3 separate regions of the Mus musculus genome follow, and all the other regions are linked to region 1. Evidence: chromatin contacts called from public HiChIP or PLAC-seq data. All regions are on one chromosome and are shown on one strand. The core of a region is the stretch at or near the end of the contact, and the rest is flanking DNA. Distances in the headings are between cores, read along the strand shown. Region 1 holds the start of Klhdc1 (kelch domain containing 1). Region 2 holds the start of Nin (ninein). Region 3 holds the start of Pygl (liver glycogen phosphorylase).

Region 1 (3,766 bases), core at 188-2,687:
TATCAACACATCAGGCCTGATGTTCCCACTGGGGAAGAAACTATTATGGGTACAGCCAATTATTTTCTGACTGGATTTGTGGATCGTTCCACAAGAGGGGAATTGGTGCCGTGTTCTGTAAACCCGGTCAAAAGCCCATGGCTGGGGGAAGACCATAGATTTTTGAAAGCTGCTGCTCTTTTGCTAAGTTCTATGTGTCTGTCAAATTGCCTTCTAAATAGTTGTCTTTATACCCGTCCACTAGTGTAGTTGTCATCTTTGGTCAATGAGGTTTCTGTTTTTAAATGGGCAGTCGTTACTGTAGAGACAACTGGTTAAAAGTGCTATTGAATGTCCAGCCCTAGAGGGGCATCCTACCCAAGCCTCAGGGACCATCGTGGAAGGTGGAGGGGCAGATGGCAAGAGGTGGTGGGTTGTAGAATTATCACCGCGATTTAGGGTTGGGGGAGGGGCTCCCTGCCCTCCGTGGTTTTAAAGGCAGTTAACAGTTGCAAGGAAGGGGGGGGGGTGTTTCAAGCTCCCACCCCCAGCTTTTGTAGGCAGTTAACAGTTGCTAGGCAGAGACATTTTATTCAGTGGAATAGCTATGCTCATGTAACTGTAATTAAAATCATTGGTTCTTCAAGGAAGACTTGAGGTTCGCTCCTCTCCCCAGAGAAAATGTATACAAGTGGGAAATGAAAGATGCAAGACAATAATGTTTCCTTTCGTGTTTAGAAAAGGGGAATTGTGCCTGTGTTCCCACATAATATCACCACGAAGAAATAATAGAACACTCAGTGCCTCAGGTACCAACACCTTCTACAGCGATTAGCACGGAAGTACACGTGAAGAAAACCAGGGACACCCAGGCCCTACAAAAGCAAAAAAACCTCATATGCGTCTTGAAACCATGTATTACCGAGGCTGAAGCAGAACTGGCATTGGAGCACTGCTCGTGTTAAAAAATGATCTCTCTCACACACACACAGCCAGGAGGATGCTCAGGTCAATAAGCTGGCCCAGTTGGGGTTCATAAACCCAATACTTTGTACAGTTGTGAGAAGAAGAAGAAAAAGAAAGCTCACTTTCCAAATGAACACCATGGAGCTGGAGAGATGGCTCAGAGGTTAAGAGCATTTGTTCTTGCAGTGGACCCAGGTTTGATTCCCAGCAGCCACATTTCACAATTGCCCATAATTCCAGGTCCAGGATGTACACCATACATACATACATACATACATACATACATACATACATACATACAAGCAGAACACTCACATACATAAAGTAAGTTCATGAGAAACCATTCTTGATTAATAGAGCCCTAAGAAGCCCAGACAGTGGCTGCAGAGAGGCTTCAGGGAGAGGTTTGCAGTGTCTTCGCAGCGCCCGGTGCTCCCGGGAGCGGCCAGGCCCCGGTCCGGGGCGGTGGCCGCGCAGACGCGCAGGTTCCTCGGTTCCGCCTCCGCCAATCTGGACCCTCCTCGCGTTCCGTTCGCGCGTGCGAGCGGGCGCCGAGCTGGCTGGGCCCCGGAGGGCGGATGGCGGACCCGCAGGCGTTCTGCGTGGCCGAGGAGCGCAGCGGCCACTGCGCAGTGGTGGACGGACACTTCCTCTACGTGTGGGGGGGCTACGTGGTAAGGGGAAGGGGCGGGCGCTGGGGCGGCGCGGGAGCGGAGGCAGGGGGATGACGGCCGGCGACGCAGCACTCCCACAGGCTCCCAGGCGAGCCGCCTGCCGTGCTGCCCACATCGCTCCCGCTCCCAAAGCCACAAAACGGGGTTTCGGGGTGCGTGACCCCTCCAGCCTCCGTGGCTCAGGACTGGAGAGGACCCCAGAACGTCGTGCCGCGTTGTTTGGTATCATTGCCACCGTGCTACTCAAAATACGGAAGTCACCAAGCAGTTAAATTTATCAGCTATTTTTAGTGGCATTTCTTTGCTAATTAAGTACCTCTGGAGTCTCAAAATAGATTCGTATTCGCAACACTCCACCACAGAGTTTTGTGGCTGAAAATTCGTATTGCCATGGCGGTTGGAATGTGTGTTTGTTTTGTTTCTATGATCGTAGGATGATAACAAGGATTATCGAGTTGGAAAAATAATTCAGGTGTACCTGCCCACCCCGTTTGTTTACAGATTAGAAAATAAGCCCTACGGAATCTCTTCTGCAAATAGAAGATAACATCTTCTGACCTCCTCAGTGCCCTTAAATGACAGACCTGTAACACAACGAAATAAAGTGCATACTGTGTGTGTTAAGAATTATCAGGTCCGAGTGGGTTTTGTTGTTTTGTGTGCTTATTCCTAATTTAGTGCAGTATAAGTAAAAAAGAAAAAAAGAAAAATTGGTTTTTTGTGTGCCAACTATATCTGGTATGTCCTAATCATATGGGATTATCGACTAGGGTCTAATCTGTAATGTTAATTTTTAAAATTTATTTTATGTACATGAATGTTTTGCATATATACATGTGTGTGTATGTATATATGTATGTGTGTGTATATATATATGCATCCTGTATCCATGGAGGTCAGAAGAGGGTGTTAGGAGCTGGCATTACAGATTGTGCTGGGAATCTAACCCAGGTCCTCTGCAAGAGCAACCAGTGCTTTTAACTACAGAGCCATCTCTCGTGCCCCACATCTTCATTTTATAAAGAAAGGCATTGACCCTTCAGTGGTCATGTGACACTGGGGGCTGCATTCTGGAGCTTTATTTTGCTTTGTTAATTATTTGAGACAGGATCTCAGACTGCAGCTCACACTGCCTGGCCTGGAATTTCATGTGTAGCCCAGGTCAGGCTCGGATTCAGGATAAGCATCCTGTTTGTGCCTCTCAGGTGTTGAAACAAACAGGAGCATGAGCTACAGCTAGCTCTCCCATCCAGAAACAAAACCCAACCAACCAACCAGACAAACCCACAGATCTCAAGTACCATAGGCTGGCCCTGAGCGTCTCATCCTCTGGTTTCCAGTTACTCGTGGTTATCTCCTGGCCTGGCTTTGAATTCGTTTTTGTTTTTTTTGTTTTTGTTTTGTTTATGAAACACTAGTATTAGTTTTTGAAGCACGTACAGTTTTTTAGTGTTTTTAAGTTCTGCCACTTGAAGACACCGACTTACCAAACTTGATCTGCTGTGTTTCTATTGGATTGTGTTGACACTGGTGTAAATTAAATGGAAAAGATTAAAATAATAACTTTGCAAGGCAGGTTGTCCAGCAGCAACCTGTAAGCCCTGATGTTGGGAGGCAGAAGCAGGGGAAGCAGGAGAAGCTGGAGGGCATTTGCTGTTCTGTAATGAGTTCCAGGGTAGCACAAGACATTGTGTCAAAAATAACAGTAATCTTCTAGTACCTCACTGTGTCTCAGCTCTGTATGGCTCCTCTTTAACTCCATACATGAAATAGATCAGTATAGAATTCTTTGGGACCAAAAAGGAAATGTCTGAATGCTTTAAATCTTATTTTACTCCTGAAAATTGTAGCGGGTGAGAGTCCAGTTCTCCAGGGGGCAGCTGCAGAATTTTTCTTTTCCAACTACTTGTTATTCCAAATAGCAGAGGTGCTACAAACACAACCCTGTAATATACGACACAGACTTAAACCCCAGGTCTTTTACTTTTTAGATCCCAGGGATCATCAACAGGTCTGAGAAAAAAAAAAAATGTCTGAGGTATAAGTGGGAGGGGGGAAAAGTGGGAGGCAAAAAAGACAGTGTGCCCTATCTCCAGAAAGTGCAGGACCCTTCCCACAGCTGCCCTAGAAAGGCCTCTTGAACAGGG
Region 2 (3,418 bases), core at 472-2,971, 860 kb after region 1:
CCAGCTGCTAGAACAGAATCTTTGTGCAGTGGAGGATCCCCTTGTACTCTGAGAGGGGTTCTCAGGGAGACCATCGGCCAAAGCCTGGCTCCTTGTGCTTTTTGAAGCACTAACAGCAACTACGCCTCCATCCCAAAGGCCTGCAACCTGAGGACCACACTGGGAGATGCTACTCTGTTCTCCACTATGCCCAAAACCCTGGAGCACATGAAATAGAGTAAATGGTTTGACCTTGCATATTGCTGTTTTTACTATTTTTCCAAATGAGTCGTTTTAGCATTTTCTAGGAAATACTCATATACTCACAAACATTTAATCTTCCTCAAAGTGATCAAGAGTGGCCCTACTTTTTGCAACAAAATCTTCTTTTTCCTGAAGTGTGAACTATTTGGCCTCACATGTCAATCCCCCAATATCCTTTTTTTCTTTATGCTTCATGGTTAGTGCTGTGTCTGCCTCCTTCATGTGACACGCATCTAATACTTCTATGCCTTGGGACACTTATCCACATGTCTGTTGGAAGACCGTGAACAAGGAAGGAGGAGGAGGTGCATCTGGCAAAATCAAACGACGCTTCAGGACTGTTTCCCGGAGTAACAGCGCAGGACAAACCTGTGTACTGGGTGTCGCCATTAGCAACATTTTTCTTCATTTTGCCTGGCCTAGAGCCAAAAGGTGGGGAGGGGGGAACTCTACACAAAGCATTGTAAAGGAGGTTGAACTAAAGGCATTCTCAGACTGCAACAGACTATCTGTCCTTCTCACTGCTAGGGACTTGGGACAAGTTGGGGGGTGGGGGGGGACGGACCTCTTTCCTCTTTCTCTTGCCTGAGACTTAATCTAGGGGAAAAGCATGGCCTGGCCAAACGTGGAAGTTAACCAGTTTGCACACACACTCGCCATGCATGTTGGGTTGGACTGGAGACAGCCTCTGCTTTGTGTACTTCCTGTCTTCCTTCCTGAACGGAAGATTCAATCTTCACCTCAAAATGACCCACACAAAAACCAGCTTTTAGAAGATCATTCAGAAAACCTACTTCTACTTCCTGTGAAGGGCAGCTGTCTTCCCGCCTTTCTTTCTTTTCCAATGAAATCTCACCCACAAAGAACAAGGAAAAAAAGTCTGAGCCGGGCGTGGTGGAGCACTCCTTTAATCCCAGCACTCGGGAGGCAGAGGCAGGCGGATTTCTGAGTTCGAGGCCAGCCTGGTCTACAAAGTGAGTTCCAGGACAGCCAGGGCTACACAGAGAAACCCTGTCTCCAAAAAAAAAAAAAAAAAAAAAAGTCTGGGAAACAGTCAATTTCTCCTGTTACCCATAATGCTCAGTGTACAACTTAATTCCAAGTGCAGACTAAATCTAGCATTGCCCTTATCACGAGAGCAAACTACACGCCCCAGGCTAACGGCCAGGTTGCAAGAGACAAGTTGCAACACACCTGTGGCTTGCCACCAACCCCAGTACTCTGACAGAAACCGCGCCCCACTTCCAACCAACTCTGTTCTTCCCCAGATCTTACCCTGCCCAAGAGGTTGTCCTGGAGTAGCGTCTGTTGCAGCACCGGGCCCACATCCTCCAAGCACAGCACGTGGCAGAGGTCAGTGAGCTCCTCTTGACCCAGAGACCCAGTTCCCAGGGTGTCAAAACTGTCAAACAGCTCCTTGAGTCGGGCTTCATGCTGGTCCTCCTCCACCTCATCCATCCCATAGCCCACAGCGCTCACCTGTGTGGGACATGAAGGAAGACAGGTTGGGACAGGTCACAATTGGACGGACACATGAATCTTCCCCAGCTCTACCTGGACACACACATCTCCCCCCCCCCCCCCCAAGTCCCATCAGCCACTTGGAACACTCTGCAGCAAGGCCCTGCCTGGCCAGTGGTACTTGTACACACACCAGCACGAGGGCACAACTGTACCGCTACAATGGAGTAGCATTCCTAGCAGGAAGGGTTTAGGCAGGCAGTCCTCCTCCTTCCTGACAGGCAAATGGCCTGTCTCACACCTGAAAGGGTTTCTCACCTATCAGCCTGGGGACTCAGGAAAGTGAAAGTCTCTTCTACCAGCCGGTCAGGTCAGATGAGATAATTATTAGTATTCAGTCACTACGGTGGTCAGAGCTGCCAGACAAGTCAGCAAGCTGTAGACAACCTCCCCAGATGCTGGGATCTGAGGTGTGGCCAACTTTCACTCCATTCAGCCTAGGTATTCCACATCACAGCTACATCAGAGGCACTGGCTGAGCCATCTCCCTATTTATGCCACCCAGAAGCCTTTGATTCAAAAAGCAGCTCAATTAGCCCTGCTGGTGCAATTACACACAGCAGGCAGAAAGTATTCCCCCAAGGCTCTCTTTTGCCCCAGGGTGTTCTAGGTAATGCTTAGTTGCCTAGAGAAAGGGTAAAACACCGCCCACCTTTCCTGAGGAGCCACTGGCTGTTTTGGGAGAGTTGAACAGCATCTCTGAACTCCTCCACCGCCAGCAACTCACGCTTCATTCCCGACTGCTCAGTCTTTCATTACTGATTCCCGGGTCCCAGCCTTTCACCCCCCCCCTAGAATCAGTAAAAACCTGACATCACCAAAAGCTTTCAGTCATCTTTTGCTAAAAATAAAACCACACAAATCCAGGTATTTTACTTCAAGGATAAGATGTTCACAGGCCGGGCGTGGCGGCGCACGCCTTTAATCCCAGCACTTGGGAGGCAGAGGCAGGCGAATTTCTGAGTTCAAGGCCAGCCTGGTCTACAGAGTGAGTTCCAGGACAGCCAGGGCTACACAGAGAAACTCTGTCTCAAAAAAAACAAGGAGAAAGAAAGAAAGGAAGGAAGGAAGGAAGGAAGGAAAGAAAGAAAGAAAGAAAGAAAGAAAGAAAAGAAAGAAAGGTAGATGGATCTCTGTGAGTTCACAGCAGCAGGGCATACAGAGCAAGTTCCACACAGAAAACCCTGTTTCAATTAAGAGAGAGAGAGAGAGAGAGAATGAATGAACGAAGACAAGTAACACACATACAGAGTTTAAAAAGAAAAAAATGAAAAAGATCTTTCCTTCTCCTTGTACACAATAATCAATTTTTAATGTGCTGGATCCAGCCCAAATGCTGCACACCTGGAAGCAGCTTCCTGATGCAATCGAGGGTGCCAAACGCACACATACCCTTGGGATGGTGACCTCAGGCGTCTGCAATCAGGCTTTCAGCCAACCCCATGACTACAAAACACAGCACCTTCCCCAGGGCTTGGGGGTGTAGCTCAGTGGAACATCATAGATGCTTAGCATGTGCAAGGCCCTGGGTCCAACCCCCCAAAGCACCAACAGTAAAAGCAGCCCCTTTAACTAAAGCCCTGAGTCAGAGCTCAGAGCAGCTCCCAGGAAGGCAGACAGTGTAATTTAAGCTGCACACAGCTCAGGCCCAGGG
Region 3 (3,575 bases), core at 321-2,820, 990 kb after region 1:
ATGTTGCTCCAACTCAGGCAAGTCCTGTACCACCTCTAAAAAATTCTAACTCAAGGTGCAGCTTGTTGTACGGATAAAAAGACACAGTCATGAATGTGGACCTGAAGTCTTTTCTAAGCAAAGGTTTAGAGTTGGAAGGATACAAATTAGCAGTTGTCCTGTTTGGGTAGCAGTCTGCTAGGCTCTTAGAACCACAGTATCTTACTATAGGAGTTTATCCCTCAGTCTTGGAAATTTCCTATAGTTCTCAGGCACAAATGGTAGAGATAGATTTTCTCGATGTTCTTATGTATTTAGAAACGCCTAAGTAGTAAGTATGTATCCGCATTTCCCATTGCCACCAGGGTCTGCTGTTCATCTTTTCCAACTTAACTCCAAAGCCAGTTTTTCCAGCTTTCTCTTCCAAAACATTCACCACACCATCCCCCATAAGGCTGCTGCCGCCTTGCACTCTCCCTGTCCGCTCCTCCCCAACCTTTCACATTAGCTCTGGTTCTCTTCCAAGACTGGTCATGATGGGGTGGTGTTCCTCCACATGTCCACCACCCCAGAGACTCCGCATTCTGGCCCTTGGTAGAAATAGGAGCTGGTTGCCTAAATGTGGTGTCCCCCACATCTCTGGGGCCTCCACAAGGCTTCTGGAAGGGAGAAGGGTGTTTTTACAGGGATAGCTTCAGGTGAGTCTCTTGGCAAGGCCCATCAGGCAGTCAGCACAAAGTTCAGGAACTGCAGTCTCCACTCGGTCTGGGCCCTGGGCCGGGACCTCCCCCATCTTTGTTGCACAGCTAAGCTAGGCAGCCCTGAGGCCTGGGCAGGGTCACTATTAGAGGAACTCTAAACTTCCCTCTCCTTTCCTTAAACACTAAGCTTGACCCTCTAAGGCTAGGCTTTTGTATGTTTTTGTTTTCTGTGCCCCTTCCCGGCCCCCTGGACCTGAGCGGATTGTCAGGGCCCCCGGAACCTGGACGGATCACATAGGAGGCGCAGGATCCCCCTTGGTTAAGTGCTGAGCAAACTCCATAGTTTGCTTAGTTCGCCAGAGAGGGAAGCGTGGGCTCTTGCCACCAGCTGGTCTCCGGATCTCACACCACAGTGGAGCCCTGAGGATGGCACACCGCTGTGGGGGAGGTGGAAGGGATGGCCGAGCCTATGTCCTGCTGCTGGCCTAGACTTCGAGACCAGGACAGGGAGTGGAGGGGAGGGGGGACAAACGCCCTTCGCCTGGTACCTTGGGACACTTGTCGTAGTAGTGCTGCTGTGTACGGATCCAGCGCCCCACCAGGTGGTCGCGCACTGTGTGCGCAAGGGCGAAGTAGTAGTCGCGGGGGGTGGCCACATTGCGGTCCTTGACCAGAGTGAAGTGCAGGTGACGGTTGAAACCCTTTTTCAGCTCGGCCACATTCTCTACGCCCACGATGCCTCGGATGCTGATCTGCCGTCGCTTCTCCTGGTCGGTCAGGGGCTTTGCCATGGTTGCGGGCGGAGGGAGCACAGAACGGTCTCCGGGCTGCAGGACTGGCCTCCTCCCTTCCTTACTTGCTGCTTTTGAGACGCTGGGGAGTTGGGGATCCGCCCCTCTCCGGGTTCCCGCCCACCCGTGGCTCCCAGAGTGACGCCCCCCCAGGGGGGCGTGGGAGCCCCAGGGCGGTGCTGCGGCTGCGGGCACCGCCCCTCGGCCGCTCCCAGAACGTCCAGGTCACGTAGTGCGCAAAGGCTCTGACCGCGTCTCTCGGTGTGGAAGGAGGCCTCGGCTGGCTCGCTTGTTGAGTTCCCAGTAAAGCCATTGCCTCTTCTCAGTGGGTTCCACGGTTGCTTCCCAGGGTGACATTGTAGGGTCAGTGTGATTTAACCCTGATTGCCCCGGTCTTGCTTCCCAGTTTTTAGGCATAGTACTATCCTGGGTTCTAAGGGGGCCTTGGTTGGTTGGTTTATTTATTTTTTTTCTGAGGACGCAGGACTGGGGTTTCTTGACTCCTAGGCCCAGGCTGGACTAACCCACAGTAGTTGGCCACAGTTGGTGTAAAAGTCAAGGGGTCTGTTGAGAAAGCTTTAGTCTCAGTGGGGGACAAGACTTCGTTCGATTTGAGACCCCTTGTTTGCACTGCTCTTTGACCAAATGAGGCATAAGGATAAGAGGGCGTGGGGGAAGGGGAGGGAGGGAGAAGGAGAGAGCACTCCAGGAACCAGTTGTCCCGTGTTCAGGAGACATACTGGTGTGTGATCTTTATACCAGATCCGAATGTGATGGTGTTTAAACTTTGGAAAGGTAAACATGAGGCATTTTAAGATGTCAATTTTTTTTTTCTCAAAATGTATGTACTGTACGCGTGTGTCCTCAAATGTGCACACAGACACGTAGTGGTCCAGGGTTGGTTCTCTCCTCTCGTGATGGTTGCTGGGATCGATCCAGAGCGGTCAAGCTTGGCAGCAGATGCCTTTACCTGCTGAGCCATCTAGAGGGTCCGTGTCAGCCTACCTGCCTGCCTTCTTTCCTTCCTGTCTATCACTCCTTTCCTTCTTTCTTTTCTTTCTTTTTTTCTTTCTAAACAAAGCTAACTATTAGAGGCCAGAGAAGGAGTTTGGTTACTTAATTCATATAAACCAGCTATTACCCTAAAAGTGAAAGTTTTACTGTCACAGATCTAACTGCGGTTTCAGATCCTGGTCCTTCCAGCTTCCAGGGTTTTGGCTCCAGCCTTTGGGGCAGATGAAAACTAAGTGGCTTCATGCAATGGCTTTGAGGACAGCATGGTCCTATGAGACAGGGTAAGGGTTGGATTTGATTGAGCCAGAGATACCCAGAGCTGAGAGTGAGTGCAGAGTTTGGTCAGAATGCTTGACTTAAAGCTAAGAGGCTGTGAGCATCCACTTCTGTATTTGCCAGGTATTGGCATAGCCTCACAAGAGATAGCGATATCAGGGTCCTGTCAGCAAAATCTCATCTATTGGGTGGAACACAGGACCCCTAAAGAAGGAGCTAGAGAAAGTACCCAAGGAGCTAAAGGGGTCTGCAACCCTATAGGAGGATCAACAATATGAACTAACCAGTACCCCCCAGAGCTGTGTCTCTAGTTGCATATGTAGCAGAGGATAGCCTAGTCAGCCATCAATGAGAGGAGAGGCCCTTGGTCTTGCGAAGATCATATGCCCCAGTACAGAAGAATGCCAGGGCCAGGAAGTGGGAGTGGGTGGGTTGGGGAGCAGGGCAGGTTGGGGGGAGAGTATAGGGGACTTTCGGGATAGCATTTGAAATGTAAATGAAGAAAACATCTAATAAAAAAATAAAACTAAGAGGCAAATGATGAAGTGGGAAGGAAATCCCAGTGAGCAGGTCCTTTGGCAGATTGCAAAACCTAGCTTTTTTTTCTTTTTAATTTTTTTAAAGTTATCATTTTTGAATTCTGTGGTAATGAGTCTTCATTGTGAACTTGACTGGAGTTGGAATAATGGAGTACCAGGCATGCCTCTGGGTAGTGATGGTGTTTTCAGAGATGAGGAAGGAAGACAGATGTTGAAGGTGGTTGGTGCCATTGGCACCGTCCTGTGGGAAAGGGTTCTGGAATGAGTAAAACAGG

What was found. HiChIP or PLAC-seq counts read pairs in DNA pulled down with a chosen protein or histone mark.
Region 2: a contact with region 1 is called in an H3K4me3 HiChIP or PLAC-seq map of bone marrow-derived macrophages, with 3 times the contacts expected there. The contact joins the promoter of Nin here to the promoter of Klhdc1 in region 1. A contact is called at or near these places in 3 of 115 datasets of contacts at active chromatin or transcription factors (bone marrow-derived macrophages, memory CD8 T cells and stem cell-derived neural progenitor cells).
Region 3: a contact with region 1 is called in an H3K4me3 HiChIP or PLAC-seq map of bone marrow-derived macrophages, with 3 times the contacts expected there. The contact joins the promoter of Pygl here to the promoter of Klhdc1 in region 1. A contact is called at or near these places in 1 of 39 promoter capture datasets (pre-B cells) and 1 of 115 datasets of contacts at active chromatin or transcription factors (bone marrow-derived macrophages).

Annotation. Positions count from the first base shown.
Region 1 is chr12:69,240,395-69,244,160 of GRCm38.p6, forward strand. It overlaps Klhdc1 (kelch domain containing 1), which reads left to right and starts at 1,438. Exons shown (of 13, transcript NM_178253.5): 1 at 1,438-1,619. The coding sequence starts at 1,524.
Region 2 is chr12:70,101,133-70,104,550 of GRCm38.p6, forward strand. It overlaps Nin (ninein), which reads right to left and starts at 1,722. Exons shown (of 29, transcript NM_001081453.1): 1 at 1,519-1,722. The coding sequence starts at 1,701.
Region 3 is chr12:70,226,113-70,229,687 of GRCm38.p6, forward strand. Pygl (liver glycogen phosphorylase) reads right to left here and starts at 1,571. Exons shown (of 20, transcript NM_133198.2): 1 at 1,229-1,571. The coding sequence starts at 1,471. F730035M05Rik (RIKEN cDNA F730035M05 gene) reads left to right here and starts at 1,729. Exons shown (of 5, transcript NR_045174.1): 1 at 1,729-2,266. Gm38467 (a long non-coding RNA gene) reads right to left here. Exons shown (of 3, transcript XR_381644.4): 3 at 3,240-3,541.